2 separate regions of the Sus scrofa genome follow, and region 1 is linked to region 2. Evidence: chromatin contacts called from public Hi-C data. All regions are on one chromosome and are shown on one strand. Each heading gives the region's core, a stretch centred on a gene start, on an enhancer-like site or on the middle of the called end of the contact. The rest is flanking DNA. Distances are from core to core; before and after follow the strand shown.

Region 1 (2,700 bases), core at 136-2,635, 250 kb after region 2:
AGCTCAGCCGTTGCTGGGGTCCACGTTGGAGCCGCTCACCGTGACTTCCGGCTCTCCTCTCTTTCTGGACACGTGGCCCTTGAGGGGAGCCTGGACACGTGACTTCCTTTGTCCAGTGAGCGAGGGAGGGAATCACGTGCAGCATTTCCAGGCGGACGCATCTGAGACCAGGCGCGACGTTCCTGGAGCCCTCTCTTCTTTTGCTGCAGCAATTGCCTTCTCACGGTTGTTAGGGAGGACAAGTGTCAAAGGAGCCCCTGGTCCCAGGATAGACAGTTCTTGTATGCTCACCTTTGTTGTTTGAAGTGGCTGAGATGTGGAAGTTACTGCTTAATGACAGTCTCATGCGTCTGTCCTGATGCATACAATTGCATTTTGATCTGGACTTTCAATCTTAGCCTTCTTTCTGGCTTCCCTTTTTGCTGTGCCTTCTTCTCTTGGAAGAGTTTGGCTTTCCTGCAAGACTTGGAGCTCCTTGAGGACAGGGTCTTCTTTTCTTCTGTCTCCCTGCCTCAGGGCCCAGCACGTGAGTGCTGGGTGAGAGTGAAACCAATGTCTGAGTTGGCACAGGCAGTGCTCACCCATGGCACTGCCCCCCGGGATGAGGGAAGGTGGGTTGGTGAACTCTGACAGGACGGGTTTGTCCAGCTGGTAAGTGGTGGGGTCAGGCTGTGAACTTGGATGTGTCTGACCCTAGGGCGTACCCTCTTTCCACTGTAACACCCCATGGATGCCCCCCTGACTGGGCTTCTATCTGCTGAGCTTTCTTCTCGTGGGCAGTGCTTCCTTCACCCCATCTCCTCCCTTCCGCTGGTGGAGTTGGGATTTGCCCCTTAGGAAGCTTCCCATATGCCTCTTCCTAAGAAGGAGAAGAATTAGTATGTTTTGAGTATTTACGAGATTCCAGGTACCTGGTCCCAAAGTGGACAGTATCTATGTGAGAAATACATAGATGATTAATACAGGTTATTGCGTGTAAGACTCATGATAAAATGAGAAGCTGGACCCATTCTCATCCCGGGGGTTAAAAAAGAGGCGTATACGGCTCAGAGAGGTCAAGTCACTGGATTCAAGTCACAGAACTCGCACGTAGCAGAGCTGAGACTTGAATGCTGGTATGACTCCTTAATGGAGGAGTTTGCATTTCATGTTGCATCGTATTGGAGGGAGCTTGTATGCGTGCATGTGTGTGTGTGTGTGAGAGAGAGAGAGAGAAAGAGAAGGAGGGAGTCAGAGAAGAACTTTTCAGGAGAGTCAGTGATGATAGAGAAACATCTTTTCTGTACTTGCTGTTTATCCAAGTTTGTCACTTGTGTTTTTACAGGAAGCTGTAAGGACTTCCTGCTTTAGCTCTCACAGATGCAGGCCCTGATAACGCCCGTATTTACATACCTACGGGGCAAGGCGAGGTCCTTGAGCTGCTGACTCTTGTGGGATTTCAGGACAGGGACTGATGGATCACCTCCTCCCCTATTATCTCTCCTGCATCCTCCCGGCTCGGCTCGCAGGGGTGGATGGGGGAGGGGAGCCTTTCCTCGGTTCCTTAATGTGGCCTTTAAGCCCTGCACGAGCCCTAGGCTAAGCATTTTCAGGAGTGTGACCTCACTTGCTCCTAACACTTGCCCAGCCCTGGCCCTATGGCACCGGCACCGTTATCCCCAGTTTAGGTGTGCGTTCGGAAGTAGAGTGAGAGCACAGAGTAGGGGGCTGTGGCCAACGGGGCAGCCCCACAGTCGGAGAGTCACACAGCCCAAATGTCAGGAGGGCCCTGGTTGAGAAACTGTGAATGGTTACCCCATGGACCATTCAAGGCCTGGGACTGAACCCACCTCTGCCAGCATGGGCTCCTCCCAGCGGAGAAGCAATGGATACAAGGCCGATGCTGTCAAGAGGCCCTTCTCCAGCATCTCTGCACGTGCTTTCTCACTCCCTGTTCACACCCGGCCCCACCGTGACCACCTCCCCAATGGTTTCAGCCGACACCTCCCCGGTAACAGGTATATTTCACCTTTGTGACCTTGTAATTCTTTGCACCGGAATCCCTGTAGGCTCATCTTTGTTGTGTAGTGTTTTCAAGCTTGATCTGTAAATTACCCGACATGACAGACTTCTAATGTCACCTGAAGCTGGACTGATGGATTTCACTCAGTTAGGAAGCACTGGGGCTGTGCCCAGCTCATGCTAGATGCTAAACTGTGCACGGGGCGTTGGGGGTCGGGGTGGGGGGGAGACACAGGGGAGTCATTATAATAGTCACAGTGTCAGCAACAACTAACAGCACCCACTAAACTTTGCAATCAGCCAGGCAACATTGCAGACACCCTCCAGGGACTCTGTGGTCCATGGGAAGCCCAGAAGGGGGTGCCCAGGTGTGCCTGGGTGGTCAAGGAGGATGACTAGTGATGCAGGGCCCTGAGGGGAGACTTGGAAGCAGAGACGTGTGTGGGTGAGGGCATTACGGGCAGAAAGATGAGCATGAGGAAAAGCCTGGGGCAAGCCAAATGCAAGGTGGGTCTAGGAACTTCCAAAAAGTAATTCAGTAAGTACTGTTTTTTGTTTTGGGTGTTTTTTTTTCCCCCTCGGCTTTTTAGAGCCACACCCATGGCATATGGAAGTTCCCAGGCTAGGGGTCCAATCAGAGCTACAGCTGATGGCCTACACCACAGCAAGTGGGATCCAAGCCTCGTCTGCACCCTACAC
Region 2 (2,700 bases), core at 50-2,549:
GCCAGGCTCGGGGAAGGAAGGTCCCCTGGGTGGACACCCGGGTGCCGAAGGTGGAGTAAAGAGAAGAAGCTGCCTGGCGAATACAGGATCCAGAGAGTGGGGGTCAGGCCAATCTCCGCTGAGGGAGTGGCAGGCAAGCTGGGGCTCCGGAAGGCAGGCCTCTCTCGCTCCAAAGTAAAGCAAATCGGCCTCCCGGTCCACCTGGTTTCCCACAGCGCCGCTGGAAAACTCCTTCCCCTCTTACACCAAACTTTGTTCCCGGCTCTGCAGCCTCCTGAGGAGGCTGCGGAGCGGGAAGGGTTAAGGCTGCCCGTCCCAGCTGACAGTCAGCTGATTGGGCCCTGATTGACAGCTCCGAAAAGTTTCCTTGTCTCTACACTATTATGCTAATCGCGGCCGCCTCCCATTGGTCTGGAGTACCAGTCAATTTCCCATTTGGGCCTGACGTCACAAGTGCTATAAAACTCAGCAATTGCTTTAAACTCTTCTTGCTGGATCAGAGGCTTTAAAATCTTTTTTTCATCTTCGAGCTGTAGCTCGGGCTGCTCGTCGGCTCGGCCTCCCCCCTTTTGCTCTCCGCCTCGCCTTTCCCCGGGACTTCGCTATTTTGCTTTAAAAAAAAAAAAAAAAAAAAAAGCCAAGAAAGAACTCAACTCCCCCCTCCCTTTCCTCCAGCCCGGCTGCACCTCTGTCTTGCACTTTGCACGGAGGGAGGAAGAGCGCGAGGGAGAGAGAGAGAAAGAGAGAGAGAGAGAGAGAGAGGAAAGAAAGAGAAAAAAAAAATAAAAAGAGCCAGGCTGAAGAGGAGGCGAGAAGCATGAAGTGTTAACTCCCCCGTGCCAAGGCCAGCGCCGCCCGGACAGCCGCCCGCCGCGCTTCCAGCCCCGAGCGGCCGCCGCGCGCGCCCCGCCTGCAGCCCAGGCCGGCGAGGCGAGCCCTCCTTATGCAAAGGGCGCAGCGGAGCGGCGAGCGGGGGACGCCGCGCACCCGGCCGGGCTCCTCCGGCTTCGCCGCCGCCGCCGCCGCCGCCGCCACCGCAACCCGCGGAGGACCTTCCCGAGCCTGAAGCCGCCGGCTCGGCGCGCTAGGAGACGAGCAGGCGAGGAGGGGCCCGGGCGAGCAGCGAGCACATTGGCGTGAGCAGGGGGAGGGAGGGCGGGCGCGGGGGCGCGGGCAGGGCGGGGGGGTGTGTGCGCGCTCGGAGGTTTCGGGCCAGCCACCGCCGCGCGAGCTAGAAGCGCCCCAGCCCGGCAAGCTGGCTCACCCGCTGGCCACCCAGCACAGCCCGCTGGCCCCTCTCCTGCAGCCCATCTGGCGGAGCGGCGGCGGCGGCGGCGGCAGGAGAATGGCATCAGAACTGGCAATGAGCAACTCCGACCTGCCCACCAGTCCCCTGGCCATGGAATATGTTAATGACTTCGATCTGATGAAGTTTGAAGTGAAAAAGGAACCGGTGGAGACCGACCGCATCATCAGCCAGTGCGGCCGTCTCATCGCCGGGGGCTCGCTGTCCTCCACCCCCATGAGCACGCCGTGCAGCTCGGTGCCCCCTTCCCCCAGCTTCTCGGCGCCCAGCCCGGGCTCGGGCAGCGAGCAGAAGGCGCACCTGGAAGACTACTACTGGATGACCGGCTATCCGCAGCAGCTGAACCCCGAGGCGCTGGGCTTCAGCCCCGAGGACGCGGTCGAGGCGCTCATCAGCAACAGCCACCAGCTCCAGGGCGGCTTCGATGGCTACGCGCGCGGGGCGCAGCAGCTGGCCTCGGCGGCCGGGGCCGGCGCCGGCGCCTCCCTGGGCGGCAGCGGCGAGGAGATGGGCCCCGCCGCCGCCGTGGTGTCCGCCGTGATCGCCGCGGCCGCTGCGCAGAGCGGCGCGGGCCCGCACTACCACCACCACCACCACCACCACGCCGCTGGCCACCACCACCACCCGACGGCCGGCGCGCCCGGCGCCGCGGGCAGCGCGTCCGCCTCGGCCGGTGGCGCGGGCGGCGCGGGCAGCGGCGGCCCGGCCAGCGCCGGGGGCGGCGGCGGCGGCGGCGGCGGCGGAGGCGGCGGCGGAGCGGCGGGGGCGGGGGGCGCCCTGCACCCGCACCACGCCGCCGGCGGCCTGCACTTCGACGACCGCTTCTCCGATGAGCAGCTGGTGACCATGTCGGTGCGCGAGCTGAACCGGCAGCTGCGCGGGGTCAGCAAGGAGGAGGTGATCCGGCTGAAGCAGAAGAGGCGGACCCTGAAAAACCGCGGCTATGCCCAGTCCTGCCGCTTCAAGAGGGTGCAGCAGAGGCACGTCCTGGAGTCCGAGAAGAACCAGCTGCTGCAGCAGGTCGACCACCTCAAGCAGGAGATCTCCAGGCTGGTGCGCGAGAGGGACGCGTACAAGGAGAAATACGAGAAGTTGGTGAGCAGCGGCTTCCGAGAAAACGGCTCGAGCAGCGACAACCCGTCCTCTCCCGAGTTTTTCATGTGAGTCTGACACGCGATCCCAGCTAGCCACCTTGATAAGTGCTCCATGGGGGTCCGACTCGGGTGTGGGCTTGCCAGTTCCAGAGCCTTGCTCGCCACCACCTCGCCCCCTCCCCTCCTGAGCTTGCCCCCCGCCCCGCAGTTGCCCCCTGCACACACACACACACACACACACACACACACACGCACGCACACACACACACACACCCTGCTCAGAGTTGGTGGTGGTGGCTG

What was found. Hi-C and Micro-C count contacts between places; a contact is called where the count stands out from the background.
Region 1: a contact with region 2 is called in a Hi-C map of liver, with 5 times the contacts expected there. The contact joins the enhancer-like site here to the promoter of MAF in region 2. A contact is called at or near these places in 1 of 5 promoter capture datasets (liver), 7 of 47 Hi-C or Micro-C datasets (heart right ventricle, liver, retroperitoneal adipose tissue and 1 more) and 2 of 2 datasets of contacts at active chromatin or transcription factors (alveolar macrophages and skeletal muscle).

Annotation. Positions count from the first base shown.
Region 1 is chr6:8,714,711-8,717,410 of Sscrofa11.1, forward strand. All of the region lies in intron 2 of MAF (transcription factor Maf), which reads left to right. Among named protein-coding and RNA genes, the nearest start is that of MAF, 250 kb to the left of the region's middle. Within about 2 kb of position 1,386, at least 10 of the 83 cell types and tissues checked have an H3K27ac peak or open chromatin away from gene starts, as enhancers often do. A contact at or near this core is called in liver, where this site is marked.
Region 2 is chr6:8,467,437-8,470,136 of Sscrofa11.1, forward strand. It overlaps MAF (transcription factor Maf), which reads left to right and starts at 1,300. Exons shown (of 3, transcript XM_021097066.1): 1 at 1,300-2,466. The coding sequence starts at 1,346.